4 separate regions of the Mus musculus genome follow, and regions 1, 2 and 3 are each linked to region 4. The links are chromatin contacts, called in public Micro-C and promoter capture Hi-C maps. All regions are on one chromosome and are shown on one strand. The core of a region is the stretch at or near the end of the contact, and the rest is flanking DNA. Distances in the headings are between cores, read along the strand shown. Region 1 overlaps Cox10 (heme A:farnesyltransferase cytochrome c oxidase assembly factor 10). Region 2 overlaps Cox10 (heme A:farnesyltransferase cytochrome c oxidase assembly factor 10). Region 3 has its middle 20 kb from the start of Gm30305. Region 4 holds the start of Hs3st3a1 (heparan sulfate (glucosamine) 3-O-sulfotransferase 3A1).

Region 1 (3,336 bases), core at 689-3,188, 410 kb before region 4:
CCTGCAAGGGCAAGCTCTTGGTTCCACACTACATATAGAATTTACTTTCTGGATGATGTGTAGTTATGAGCAGATATTAAATCCTATGATTTATTGAAACAATGGCGTTTGTGAGTGAGAGAGAATGCAGTGCATTTTGTTGACAGTGGGCATGTCGAGGGTCAGCAGTCAGCCCCACACCCCTCAGACAGCTGCTTTCATTTAGCCAAGAATATTCTAGCCCTAAGAGTCCCCAAATCACCGCCACTGGAACCTCCAACACATCAAGGTTGAAGCCCACACACAGAACCCTGTGGAACACTGGTCAGGTCCAGAAACCTGCAGCCAGCAGAAGAGAGGTAAGCGCCTGGCACAGGTGCACTGTGTGTGGGCAGGCTTGCACTCAGGTGGCTAAGTCAGAGTCTAAACAAGATAAGGCAGCTTGACTTGGAGCTCGGCATTTGGCCAAATGACCTCAAGTGACTTGTGCACCTCCTCTGAGCATCCATTTCTCACCTGTCAGATATAGGGTTACTATACAGATAAAATCAGATGATAGATGTAAGGTTCATGGTGACCTCGAGTAAGACCATTCTTTTTGTTATCACCATTTTTACTTTGAATCTAACTATTTGCAAAATGACATGTTAGAGCGAGAGGACTCAGAGTGACCAAGGCACAGCCCGGGGGTGGGGGTAGGTTGCTCCTTGCAAACTGGACAAAGTAAGAAATTAGAAATTTAACTCACTGTGCAAGAACTAGGAGGCACAAGAAATTAACCACAGGGTGAAACGGGACCAGTGACCCTTTGCCTATAGTGTTGATCCTAAGAGTAGCATGGGCGCACTACACAAGAGGCAGGCAGAATATGGGAACTCCCCTTACTGAAGAGAACCAGTGTAGACTGAGAAAGGTCAGCAGCCTCTATCAGGTAAACTCCAGCCACGTGTTACTCTGCTAATAGTGCATCTAACTGGAAATTATTTTCCCACTATCAGAAAACTAGTATGTCTAATGAGAAAAAAAAATTACACCAATCAGAACTGCTCTTATGTACCCACAACAGCACAGACTTCCTCTGGGAAGAGACACACTGCTTACCATCTCACCACTCCTCCTGTACCCAGTGGGAATGCCCAGCGGTCCTAGCAGTCAGTTGGGTTTGCTCCCCACTCCCTTGGCCCACTGACCTTCGTCAGCATCAGACATGACCATACTTCCACAACCACACTACAACTTCAAGCTAGAGTAGGAATGGATAAGAAACCATCATTACCAAGCAAATCTGCTTTAGTGTAAAAAGCATAAACTTTAGCATTCTTGAAAATTCTATTTAGCAAAAGCTGGCAGATAACATACAAGTAAGGACTTGAGTGAAAAGCTCAGAACTTCCTTTTTGAAAACAGAACTAGGAGGGGAGGGAGGGAAAGGGACACTTGGGGCTGGTGAGACAGCTGGAGGGGGGGGGGGCGGGGGCGGGAGGCCTTACCCACCGGCCTGCTAGCCTGACTCTAGAACCAACTCCAGGTGGCAGTCCTCTTGACACACCCCACACTCCCTACATGACATGCCACATGCCCTCCACTCTAAGTAAGTAAGTAAATAAATAAATAAATAAATTTTAAAGGAATTCTTTTCAACTTCATGTAAAAGTATTGCTAGTTATTTACTTCTAATTAGGGAATACAGAGGACATTTTATTTATAACAGTGTTAAACACCTCTTATTTCCATTGCTTTTAAAGAACGGTGGCTGAAAGATAACCTCTATGAAGTAGCCAAACAGGGTATATGGTAAGACAGTGATGTGAAGACACCCCAGCACAGGAGTTTTCCAAGGAGGGACCTGAGGGCCAAGTGTTCCCGAGCTGGCCCCACGCACCTGCAGTCTAATGAAGCTCTCTGAGTGAGAGTGTTTCCAGAGTGAACTGTCGCCAGGTTTGCGGCTGGGCTGTGGTGGTAACGCCCTAACTGGGAATGTGCCTTAGGCCTTCCTTACTCCAGGCTCCCTAAGTCCCACAGAATCAAGTCAGAGCTCTTATCGTGGCAATTACGACACTGAAAAGAACAGGCCAACTGCTTGCTCCCAGCACCCTGCACATTCGAGGCCTCTCTATGTGTGTGTGTGCTTTCCATTCCCTCCTACAACTTCTGACTAAAGTAGAACTGGCTGGACTACTGCTTCTGACTAAAACACACTTTTCCTCATCTTTATGTCCCCCACACAATCCAACTCAATGGGTGGCCTCTCTAAGCACCTCACTCTCTCTACCTCAGAAGCTAGCTATAATCTTTCTCTGCGATATCACACACCACTTTGTTTCTCTTACTTGTTTTCTAGCCTGAGTTGGCGTTATCTGTGAACATTCCTAACATTTCCCACCTTGCTGCTGAGGCAGAGATGTCTCGTTTGCCTCTTTCCACTACAAGATACAGGTAGACCATACAATGGAGCCTCCCTTTTACAGACAAACCAAATCAAAGAACAGTTCTATCATCCGTCCCACGCCACACAGCTAGTGACAGGATTGCAGTTACAGTTCCTAGGCATCATGGCCTAGAGCAGGACACTGCGGCTGTTAACATGGTCTCTGCATCTCCCCACTAACGTCTACTCTGTTTAAAGCCTCAGTGTAGAAGCTGCAGTGAGGACAGTAGTAAGTGCGGTGGTGGGCTCCATGGTCCCCCACCACACCCCTCCACCATGGCTCTCCACCACTTCTGCCAGTGCCCTCGCACATTATTGTTTTTTCTTACTGGTTTCTTTTTAAAAAGCAAACCTTGTATACAGAAGTTTGTTCCCTACTCAAAATAAAATCTAGGTAACAAATCCTGACATGAAAGACGAGGTGAGGCACATCAGGAATAAAAGGAGAGTTGGGAGATATGGGCAAATAGCTTTAAAACAATCGCAGAATTGGGATCAAGACTACAAGTTTTCAAGAATCAGACCTAATGAAAAGTAAGCCAGGCTTCATTCAGTAGGACAGTCTCATGGTCCTGGCTTCTTTATGTAGTCACTGAAGGACAACGGAAATGAAGTCAGACAGACAAGACTCCCCGCATCATGACTGCCACATTTCTAAGGATCTAATGGTTTTTGTTGTTTTACTTTTAGAGATAGGTTTTCTCTCTGTGTAGCCCCAAGATGGCCTCAAACGCTCAAACGCAGATCCTTCTGCTCAGGCTCCCCAGTATTTGAGATTACAGGCATGTACCCACCACACTTGGTCAAGTTTTAAGGTTACAATGCTAAGTTGGAAAGTCCTCACATGAAGCTGTTGGGCTTCACTACCTTTGTTTCATTGCCTGATCAACTTCCTCCTTCCCTCCCTCCTTCCCTCCCTCCCTTCTTCCC
Region 2 (3,444 bases), core at 463-2,962, 450 kb before region 4:
GTTCATGCCAATTTATTAATTTCACTTAACTTTGGGGCTGCCCGGTCCTGTATGCGAAGCTTTTGCCCATCTAATTTTCCTGTCCATTTTATAAAGCGTTCACCATGACACAAACAAAATGCACAGTGCTGTTACCACCACAGATAATCAATACATTTTTGATGAGTTGAATTAAAAGTGAGAATTCTAACACATTTAGAAGAAATAATAATATTAAGAATATGAATTTAACTGGACATACCAACGACAGGGGTATTACTGAACTACCTCCATATGAGGCACATTGGGAATTCAAACTGGAAAACCTCAAGGTGATGCAGACAGTAGATTATAGGTGCCTATATCTCTCTGCATTCTCAGAAAACAAGGAAAAACAGAGAGCTTCAACTCTGACAGAACAATGAAACGATGCTGAGGAAGACCTGCCAGATGGGGAGGAGAGGAGAGGAGACAGGAGGAGAGGGAAGGGAAAGGGAGGGGAGGTGGGAGACAGGCCTCTATAGCTGAAGCAAAACAAATGCAGTTATTACAATGTTTAAGAATACTCTTTGAGTATAAAGAATAAAGCTCAGACAGGATTTCATATAAGTCTGTGTTGAGGCAGGGGAGGTGGATTATAGCTTGAAAGTCATCCTGTGAACCCAGAGTTGGAGATGAACATCAGCTGAAGTCAGGCACAAGCTGCTAGGCACAGCAGCCTCTGTCTCCTGCCATCTCTAATGTTTAACTGCCAAGTTTATTTTTCTTTTGCCCCAGGGATCCAGGTCAGGGGTGAGCTACCAGCTCACACTTGGGCTGTGGAGGTTTTTCCTCAAAGCTTTGGACATGAGAGAACTAAACTGAAGCCTGAGGGCTAAGGCTGAGATGGTCACTTTGGGGATGTGTGAATCTAAGTGAGAGAGGGATGCAGAAGGTTAGCGTTAGAGAGCACGGTGAAGTGCTATGCAGAGAGAGCTGAGGTGGCCAGGAGACTGGAGGTCAGCTGCAAGCAGCAAGTACTAAGGGGGCGGGGCTCTCTCCAAAGAGGACAAACAGAAGAGCCACTGTACACAGCATGCAGGTGTCTATCTAGGATAGAAGACACCCTGTCTAAGTGTTAAGCCAGAGAAGAGACCAGGGGTGGCATGTCTGGAAAGTCCTGGGAGAAGCCTTTGGGTGAGTCTGGCAGAATGACCTGCTCTCAGCAGGGCTGGGCAGAGCCTGGAGGACTAGTTAGTGCTCCCAACAACTCCTCAAGAGCAACTGCTCGTTCTTATCCTTATAGTACACAATTGCTTGTTCTTATCCTTAAAGTAACTAAAGTAAATATTGGGGAAAAAATTCTGGGACTATTCATGTCAAACCATTCCTCCAGGCATCTTTGGACTACTAAATCCATTTTATCCTATTAGGAATAATGTGCAGGAAGATGGGAACCTCACCACGTAGAAAGTTCAATAACACTGCACAGTTGTGTAACATAAGGGGTAGGAAGAAAAGATCTAGTGAGAATATGCAAACAACAGGACACCAGAGCCCCAGAAAGCCTCAGAAGCAAACCATCTCTTAACTTTGTACATAACAAATCCCTATTGGCAATAGGAGTGGTCAGTCTGAAGCCAGGGATCACATGTTCCCAGGAGAACAGCTCTGGCTCCAATAGGGCTACGCTCCTGCAGATGACAGCAGGGTTAAGACAGCTCCATTACCAAGCCCCTGGAGCACTTCTCTGCAGACTTCCTTCCAGGCAGATACAAGAGCTCTTTAGCCAAGAGCACTGTGGCTCCAGGAGACCTCCCGTGCATCTGGGCCCTTCCTGAGTGATATGCTCACTGTCATATGGTGGCTCCCACGCCACTGAAGAGCCTGATAAATCATCCTGCCACAAAGGACCCAGAGTTGAAGGAAAAGCAGAAAGCCACAGGGTCAAGTGTTTCCACAGGAAAGACACTGGTAACCAGCAGTAAAGCTGTTTCCATTAAGTATCTGTGCTGTTGTAAGGTGGTCCAGGATACACACACGAATGACAAAGAACCATGGTCGTATGTTTTAGGATGAGTCCGGGCACCCATCTTAACATAAGGACACCGTTTCTTTCACTAGTGCAGGAAATGATGGAAGCAGTGTTTTTCAAATGGGGTAAGATTAAAAATTGTTTTTTTTTTTTTTTTTTTTTTTTTTAAATTGTAAGTGACAACAGCATAACAAAGGAAGTGGCTTTTCTGGTGCCAGGAAACACAGGATCAGGCATATGTTGAGTACAGACTGCCAACTGAGCTACAGCTGTGACTGAGACTTTTGTGTTTCATAAATACTTTGTGTTTTATAATACAGTCAATACGTAGTCCGGGCTGCCTTCAAGTTTGTGATCCCTCCTCTTAGCCTTATAACTACCAGGATCATCGGTATGGACCACCATGGACGGCAACTGGTATTGTATACAGGCTATTGGCAGGTAATTAAAACTGGGGGACTGTCCTCTGTACTTGTCTTGGGAAGGTGAGAAAAAGAATATAATTTTGTAAGTTTGTTCTCATTAGATTTTATTTTAGCTCTATTTCACTTTTCAACTCTAGTAAAAATAAAGAAAATTTCAATGTTTAAAATATAAAGAGTATATTTTCATTATTTAAAAAAAGCGAATTAACTTACTATTCCTTAGTTATCAACTACAGCCACCATCATCTCCTGCCCCCGTGTAAACAAGCTGTACAAAAGGCAGCGATTATAAGGACCGGCGAGCAGCCTGGGCTGCTAAGGCTGTCTCAGGCTGGATACCCTTTAATCTTAAAACATGTGGAGCAGAGCCCTAAATGTATTCAGTTTATGTAGGTCAGCCCTAAGGGGAAACATATTAGACTCTACATTATCCCTCACAGTCCCCTCAAGTCATCCATAAAGGACATGCAGGATTATGTCCACACACGTCTAGGGAACAGTGGCTGTGCTCGCTCAAGTTGGAGAATGGCCTAGTGAGATTGCAAGGGGAATAACAAGGCCGCAGTGGCTCAGCACTGAAAGCATTTGGCCAGCAGGAGGTCTGCGGTAGGAAGGTCGCCCGTCTACTCCCTCCTGCCTTCAGGTAGGTCCAGCTCCAAGGGCTAAAGAATTGTTCATTTGGTTGGTGGTGGTCAAAGGACTGGGCTCCACACTAGATCCACTAGTTCTCAACGATTGATTACATTCTAACCTTTCTTGGCTCCTCTGCCTTAGGAATTACCTGAGACGTGGAGGACTTGACAAAAGTAGATGTAGGGCCATGTCAGAGAGAAACAACTGTTCCTTAGTGAACAAGGGTTGTAGAAGGAGAAAAAAGAAGCAGACAGAGTCATGGGGGTGAGGTAGGGAGGTGGGATGGGCAGCGTCCATCTGCGGAGGATAGGCACTCCACACAGCAGGCAGAGGCTTGGAAAGCAGCCGCCAGCCACCCTAGCATCAGCCTGGTTAGAGACACAGGGGGACTCC
Region 3 (3,380 bases), core at 621-3,120, 300 kb after region 4:
TTTGTCTTTTAGGAGATATTTGAAGGGAAAAATGAGAAAGAAATATGTGTCTTTCTGGGCCCAGCCGACTAGCCCTAGGTGTTTGTCCACAGCTCCTCACGGTGGGATTGGCAGTCCAGCTGTTGAGGGGCTACAGGGAGACAGGAGAGAGAAACCAATTCATCAGCTCTCTGGGCAATGGACTTGCCCTCCTGTTACCATTTCCCTATGGTCATAATAACCCCCTGCGTAGCACACCTGGAATAATTTAACTCACTTTGACCGATCAGTTGAGAAATGATTTGGGAAGTCTTTTCTCCTCTGCCAAGAGCTGGGCGGATTCATCCTGAGACAGCCAAAGAATGTCTGCCAAGGCTGGTAATGGGCTGATATATCGCTGAAAGGGGTTCCCTGCCATCCACACTGAGACCATGTCAGCCTGGCCCCTGATTCTACCCAAAAGCAGATGCAAAGGTTGCAAGCTGAGGAAAAGGTCACTGTTTGTTGTCTTGTTGCATTCAATTAATTACCACCCTTTGAAATTCATGAATTCTTTTAGAGTATCAGACTTCCATTTCCAAGAGACAGAAGTTGGCTGGCATTAAATGGAGACTGTCTCCTTAGAGAGGGGAATGAATGTGGTCATCAGTATACTAGGCCATCCTATTCCCTGCCTTTCTGCAACCTCCTTGGACCTTGCAAGTATTTGAGCATGCAGACTCTGCAGAAGGCAAAACCAGAACTGCTTGGGACTAACTCCTAAGATAAACAGCCCCACATCTCTGGATCATGAACAAACCATGGTTTTTCTTAGGACCAGAACTTGTCCGTCCGGGTGTGATTGTTTCAAACAGATATGTTATTATTTTCCTTTTGACTCATTGATGAATCCCTAACTTCCACTTTAGGAGTCTCCCATCTGAACATAATGTTTGAAGTAGTAATGAGCCCTAAATGGATTCTTTATCTTTTTCACAAATGGAGAATATTTCTTGCTGTCTCCAGCCATGTGTTAATGGTTTCTCAGGGGTCACCTGTACCGATAGATCTTTTGAATTTCCCTTGGAACACATGTGGTTTTAAGCTAGATGTTAATTGGAAACATTTATAGTGTCAAACATTTGATTAATGCTCTTGGTTTTAATTGAAGGGAATAAGCATTTCTTAAGCCAAGTCTGCTAAGTTGGGTTTGAGGGGAAAAAAAAAAACATTTCCCAGGATGGCTTAGAAACTTACTTAAAAACCTAGTGATGTGTAAAACAAAACACACACACACACACACACACACACACACACACACACACACAAAAACAGTCCCCACCATTTCCCAGCACACATTTTTGGAGCAAATATTTTGGAGGCAATTCTTAATTCTTAGCCATCTGATAATTGCTTGGTACAGGGTGTGGCACATGGCTAATAAATGCAGGTGATTTTCTTCATCAATGGCCAGTCCCATTTCAGAAGCAGAGTATGACTGCATCACCCAGCGAGGTTTTGCAATGATGCAAACTCTGACCATGTTTAACCCTTGGAGAAGAGAACATGAGGAGAGAAAGCCTATCATGTCTGTTGAGCTTCCCTCTGCCCGGCTGGGACCCTCTAAGTAGAAACAGTTGGCATGTGGTAGGAGGATCAAACATGGCGAAGGGCTCTAGGTGTGAGCAGTCAGGAGCCAAGTTCAGAGGAAAGTATGTGTTGACTTTAATTTTTGTTCCTAAAGAGCACAAATTGGGTCTCCAGATGGTGCCCCGTAGACATAATTACCCGTTGCAATAAATCACATGGAAGTGACACAGCAATTATTCTTGAGCCTCCACCCCTCTCTTGTCAGGTGCTGGGGAGACGCACCCAGACAGTCTTTCAGGTGTTCTGAGGTAGTGATGTGCGGTCCATTAGGGGCCTGCGAGGGGGATGTGGCCATTAACGCTTTATTGTCAGCTGGGACAGATAATGGATGCAAGATGGAGTCTGTTGCTGAGGCACTAATCCCCACTGCTGCTGAGGCTCTCTGGATAGTGAAGAGGAAGCACAGGGAGGAGGGAGGGTTCAAAGCCACATCTGAATGCTTGCTTGAGTTTAGGATGTAAACATTTAAGTACAAATGAGGCCTTTAACTTCCACACTCACCACCAAAGGATTTGGTTTGTAACTCACTTTTCTCAACAAATTCTCAGCCTGCTTGGTTGTTTAGGAAACAGTTCTTCTTCCTCTCTTTATTCATTAAACATATGCATGTTTTAGTACATCCACGCTCACTCAGTGTGTAAAGATATTTTAGAACCCCAAAGGCATGTCCATAGACCCACCTGTGCCCGCAAGGAGGCTACAGGAATGCCAGTTGGAAAAAGCAGTGGCTTGGAAATGCAGATGCTGTCCCATAGAAATGCCAAGCCATCCGATGCACATCATCCCAGGCCAGACAGAGTCAGATTTCATCGCTATGCCAAGTAAAAGGAAGTCCTAATATTTTCATAGAACTTTTTGAAAGCATTCAATTAAAATTTGTTCTTTGAGAAACTCCCATTACATATTTGGTGCTTCTCCTATGTCAAATGCCATCATAGACCCTGGACTTGGGGTACTCTTCCCCTTAAAACAGAGGAAGAGCTGTATTCCTGTGCAATGAAGCTACACATGCTTCTAAGTGACTGGGTTGTACTAGTGATATCATCGGCCTCCCTGTGTGTTGTGTGGACATTAACAAGGATATGCTGGATATAGAAAATACCAGGCATAGTGGTTCATGACTCTAATCTTATGAACTTAGGGCAATAGGATCAGAAGTTCAAGGTTATCCTCAGATATGTTGTAAATCAGAGACCATGCTGAGCTATGTGACATCCTGTCTCAAAACAGAGAAACAAGCAAGCAAAGCTATGTAGAAAATAAGGGTCTCCTTTCAGTATTGACTTGCCCTCCCGTGAGTGCCCTGTAGGTGTTATAATAAATTACTTTAACATAGCATCTTTTAAAAAGTTATTTATTTTAAACACACACACACATTTACTAAATGAAAACAAGTTGATTTAGTAGAGCAAAAAAATAGTAGATTTACTCCTAGTGCCTATGACATTCTAACCTTTGGCCTTTTGAGTAGTTCAATAGACATGACCTTTCCGCCTGTGGGCCAGACTTCAGATTCCAAAAAAAGTCATCCTATGGTGAGTTGGTCATTCTCTGTGGTGGCTTGAATGAGAAATATCCTTCACTGCCTCAGGCATTGGACACTTGGTCTCCAGTTAGTCCCACTCTTTGGGGAGGTTTAGATGGTTCAGCCCTTCTGGAGAAAGTAAGTCATGGGGACACACTAGATTTAAAGGCTTTGCCTACCTTGCCTACTTTGCAGTTTGCTCTCTCTGTTTCATGTTCATGGTTCACCAACTGAGTTCTCTACTTGT
Region 4 (3,699 bases), core at 448-2,947:
TTATGAACACGGCACTATTCTTACCCAACAGGCCACATGTGATCCAGTTCTATCCAAGCAAACTTAGAATCAGTAGGGCCCCTGTGGAAGCTGAAAGGCAACCCCCTAACTTACACTTCCTTGGTCAAATGGGGAATGAGCAGGAAGAGGAGAGAAAATCTGAGTGTCAAAGCTAGGCAGCCAGGATTCCTAAGTGAGTTTCCTGAGACCTAGCTCTCTTGACTGCTGGACTCTTATTAGCACAGGGAGGGGAGGGGTTAGGGAGCTAGGAAGATGTCTACAGCGCACAGGATTGGGCTACAGTGACCAGGGCACAGCCCACATTGCCAGGTATCTTGCAGGAGACAGAAATAAGGAAGCAATACGATTAGGACAAAAATGAAATATCTGGTGGTGGAAGAGATGGCTCGGCAGTAAGAGCCCTGGCTGCTCTTCTAGAGGACCTGGTACAATTCCCAGCACCCACATCTAGGCTAACAACTGTCAGGAACTCCAGTTCAAAGAGATTTAGAACTCTCCAGCTGGCACCAGGTACCCACGTGGTGCACAGACACACATGCAGGCAAAACAGCCATACACATAAAATACAAATAAATGAAAAATTGAAAACAAAACCACCACAGAGTAACAGCCAAAGAAAGCAATCAAACCTTCAACATCTCCTGAAGATTTTACTACTCACCTCCCCAGGAGCCAGCAAGGGGCAGATTTTACCTCTTTGTGACTTGCTTTGGGGGCATGGGAAGGGTATCTAGGGGTCAGGGGAAATAAGAGAAAAAGGAACCCGTTGTTTAGGGAAGGACTCTTAACTCTCAAAGAGTGAAAACACATTCACGCATGTGGGTGGTGCACATATGCAAAGTATTAAACTTTATCAACAACTGGTTATACGGATTTGGAATTGTACTTATTATTTTTTAAATATAATTTCTGTTTTGGTGTATTTATTGATCTAGTTTCTAAGGGGTTCCTTTCCAGGTCCTATGAGACTCTTCATCTTTTTAAATAAATCCAAAGGAAAAACAAGCAAGCAAGCAAACTAACAGACAGACTTGTAAGGGCCCTCAGTGGACAGGGAAGTAGAAGGCAAGTCTGTACTGAAGCTGTCTCTTTGCCCAGACAAATGGGGGCGTGGCCTGCCAAGAACTCTTGGGAACAAAACTTCAGAAGTCTCTGGGATGAGAGGGGATGGGATGGGTGGGCTGGAGAAGGGTAGGAATACAGAAGCTGGGACCAGAGGGAATCAGGAAGTGGGGATCTGGGGGTGTTAAGGCTGCTAAGGACTAAGCTGAGCTGGAGAGGTCTGAGAACCCCCAATCCGGCAAGGGGTGGACTGGCTGGGCGTTAGACTCAGGCAATCATACAGGCGCTGTCAATCTGACAGCGCCCAGAGACCTAGGGGTGGAGGAGGAGGAAGGAGGAAAGGAGAGAGGGAGTGCGAGGAAGGGGCGTCTCCTCTGTCGTCCGCGCCCTCTCCAGTGTATTGGGCGGTGCCTCGTCACCTTTTTTTTTTTTTTTTGTCCCGGTCCCACCCCTTCTGCCTCTCTAGCCCGGCCCCTGCGCCTCTGCTCTGCACCCTAGAGCGGATCCCCGCGTTGGTCTGGCCTGGGCCGTTGACGTCACCACCAAGTTTGCTGTCCTTCGCGTCCCACGTGTGGCGGTAGCGGCTGAGGAGGCTGCGGGGAGAGCCCAAGAGCACAGTGGCAGCGGTGGCTGACAGGTCCCGCACAGCGGGGCCCCTCCAAGCTGTTCCCAGCTGGGGCCCCAGAGGAGTGGGTAGACTTCCGGAGCGCTCAAGAGGCCAGAAGGCTTGAGTCCCATTCGGATAGAGGGACTAGGGGGACTTTGCTTGCTCGGTTGCTGAGACGAGCTGAGCCAGGACTCAGGGCACGCTCCTGGGCGGGCCAGGAGAGCAGAAGCTGGAAAAAGGGTCACTCGTTCTAACCGGAGCGTACACAATTCTTCGGCCCGAGAGTCCTGCGCCCGCTCCACGGGGGACTGAGCCAAGGATGTGTTATCGCTGAGCCAAGTTCCGCACCGCTCAGGACCCTGCTGAGCCGAGCACCTTCGCCACTGCCGCCGCAGAGACTCCCTTGCCGGGCGACTCTCGGAGACCCAGGGCGCGGAGCTCTGCGCAGCTAGGCTCAGGACTCGGGCGCGTTTCAGACCCAAGACCATGGTTTCTTAAGCACGGCCCCGCACCCCTTTCCTCCTCGTCGCCCGAAGCCCAGGACCCCAAGAAGGGCTCGCAGTGCTTGGTCCCTAGTTCCAGCCCCTGCTGCCGCCCAGCGGGGCAGCTCTCAGGCACGCAGGGCGGCTCAGGCGATGCGGCCGCGGGGCAGCACGCTGGCTGGCAGCGGGGATGGCGGAGCTCCCAGCACAGTCGTGGCCTAGCATGGCCCGCTCGCCGTCCGAGGTCGCCTCTGGCTAGGATGGCCCCCTCGGGTCCCACCGGCGCCCAGCCCAGCCCGGCGGAGCCACTGTCGCGCAGCATCTTCAGGAAGTTCTTGCTGATGCTCTGCTCGCTACTCACTTCCCTCTACGTCTTCTACTGCCTGGCGGAGCGCTGCCCACCCGGCTCGGGCCCCGTCGCGGGGGTCCCGGGGCGCGGCGTCCCTGCAGGACCCAGGGAACTGGCGATGTGGCCCGCGGGAGCGCCAAGGAAGCGCCTCCTGCAGCTGAGGCAACGGAGGAGGCGCGGGCGGTCGGGGCCAGGAGACAGCAGCGACCAGGAGGAGCAGAGCCCTGGGCTGGCCGCCGCACCAGGAGGCTCCGGGGCGGGAAGCAGCGTGGCCGAGGCCCAGCCGGGGACCCTGGCCTTACTTCTGGACGAGGGCAGCAAGCAGCTGCCGCAGGCCATCATCATCGGCGTGAAGAAGGGCGGCACGCGGGCGCTGCTGGAGTTCCTGCGCGTGCACCCCGACGTGCGTGCCGTGGGTGCTGAGCCCCACTTTTTTGACCGCAGCTACCACAAGGGCCTCGCCTGGTACCGGTGAGCGCGGGGACCCCCATGGGTACTTCTGAGCGCTGGCTGTGCAGAGGGGGAGACTAGGAAGGGATGGCAAAGGGGGAGCAGTAGCTGTTCCCATCTTGGGCTCCCGTTCTTCTCCCTTGGGGAGGGGCAGATGGAGAGAGGAATGGAGATCTTGATTTTAATTGTCAGGGCTCCCCAGTTCCCCAAACATCTTATTCCTTGAAATCGCCCTAGTAATTAGATAAAGGAAAAGAAAAGGAAAGAGGAGAGTTTCCTTTTAAGTTAGAAAACTGTTCCTCATTACTGGGCTTACCAAGGGAAGCCTATGTCTATTCCTTTATCTTTGGGGTAATTCCCTGTGGTTAACATGGGTCTTTGCTCCGGTATTTATTTGCCTTGACCCTTTGCCAGATAGTTGTCCAAGGTGGTAAGTCATATAGAAACTTAGTAAAAGTGTCAAGAGTCCCTGTAGTTTGGATAATCTATGCCTCATCACGTGCCAGCAACGACTAACTGGGTTTTAAAGAACACTTTGTTGGTAATACTATCAGCCTGACAGAAATTTTTCTAAAGATCTCCTAACTATTATCTTTACAAATAAGATAGTTAATTTTAAAGGGGGGGGGGAAATCATGGGAAAATGCGCTGGATACAATTTAGGAAGTAAATGTTATTTACAGGATAAGCTGATTTGCCAGTGTCAAATTCAGATCACCTATAATATC

Evidence for each region. Promoter capture Hi-C pulls out the DNA fragments that hold promoters and counts their contacts. Hi-C and Micro-C count contacts between places; a contact is called where the count stands out from the background.
Region 1: a contact with region 4 is called in a Micro-C map of trophoblast stem cells, with 4 times the contacts expected there. The contact joins the enhancer-like site here to the promoter of Hs3st3a1 in region 4. A contact is called at or near these places in 4 of 39 promoter capture datasets (cranial neural crest, frontonasal cranial neural crest, hippocampal neurons and 1 more), 6 of 484 Hi-C or Micro-C datasets (CD4 T cells, gonadal supporting cells, group 2 innate lymphoid cells and 2 more), 9 of 115 datasets of contacts at active chromatin or transcription factors (craniofacial prominence, embryonic basal ganglia, embryonic forebrain and 6 more) and 1 of 9 other capture datasets (adipose tissue).
Region 2: a promoter capture Hi-C map of liver shows a contact between it and region 4, with 5 times the contacts expected there. The contact joins the enhancer-like site here to the promoter of Hs3st3a1 in region 4. A contact is called at or near these places in 16 of 39 promoter capture datasets (the 3T3-L1 cell line, 3T3-L1-derived adipocytes, cranial neural crest and 9 more) and 5 of 115 datasets of contacts at active chromatin or transcription factors (embryonic basal ganglia, embryonic forebrain, embryonic hindbrain and 2 more).
Region 3: a contact with region 4 is called in a promoter capture Hi-C map of second pharyngeal arch cranial neural crest, with 5 times the contacts expected there. The contact joins the enhancer-like site here to the promoter of Hs3st3a1 in region 4. A contact is called at or near these places in 1 of 39 promoter capture datasets (second pharyngeal arch cranial neural crest), 1 of 484 Hi-C or Micro-C datasets (bone marrow-derived macrophages), 3 of 115 datasets of contacts at active chromatin or transcription factors (embryonic fibroblasts, embryonic limb bud and stem cell-derived neural progenitor cells) and 1 of 9 other capture datasets (adipose tissue).

The regions. Positions count from the first base shown.
Region 1 is chr11:64,025,658-64,028,993 of GRCm38.p6, forward strand. All of the region lies in intron 4 of Cox10 (heme A:farnesyltransferase cytochrome c oxidase assembly factor 10), which reads right to left. Among named protein-coding and RNA genes, the nearest start is that of Gm51866, 5.7 kb to the right of the region's middle. Within about 2 kb of position 1,939, at least 25 of the 459 cell types and tissues checked have an H3K27ac peak or open chromatin away from gene starts, as enhancers often do. A contact at or near this core is called in extraembryonic endoderm stem cells and trophoblast stem cells, where this site is marked.
Region 2 is chr11:63,987,484-63,990,927 of GRCm38.p6, forward strand. The region is part of intron 5 of Cox10 (heme A:farnesyltransferase cytochrome c oxidase assembly factor 10); the gene reads right to left. Among named protein-coding and RNA genes, the nearest start is that of 9630013K17Rik, 25 kb to the left of the region's middle. Within about 2 kb of position 1,713, at least 39 of the 459 cell types and tissues checked have an H3K27ac peak or open chromatin away from gene starts, as enhancers often do. A contact at or near this core is called in 3T3-L1-derived adipocytes, hematopoietic stem and progenitor cells, liver and 1 more, where this site is marked.
Region 3 is chr11:64,737,446-64,740,825 of GRCm38.p6, forward strand. No RefSeq gene overlaps it. Among named protein-coding and RNA genes, the nearest start is that of Gm30305, 20 kb to the left of the region's middle. Within about 2 kb of position 1,871, at least 2 of the 459 cell types and tissues checked have an H3K27ac peak or open chromatin away from gene starts, as enhancers often do. A contact at or near this core is called in second pharyngeal arch cranial neural crest, where this site is marked.
Region 4 is chr11:64,433,635-64,437,333 of GRCm38.p6, forward strand. It overlaps Hs3st3a1 (heparan sulfate (glucosamine) 3-O-sulfotransferase 3A1), which reads left to right and starts at 1,698. Exons shown (of 2, transcript NM_178870.5): 1 at 1,698-2,992. The coding sequence starts at 2,433. F930015N05Rik (RIKEN cDNA F930015N05 gene) reads right to left here and starts at 3,040. Exons shown (of 1, transcript NR_028445.1): 1 at 1-3,040.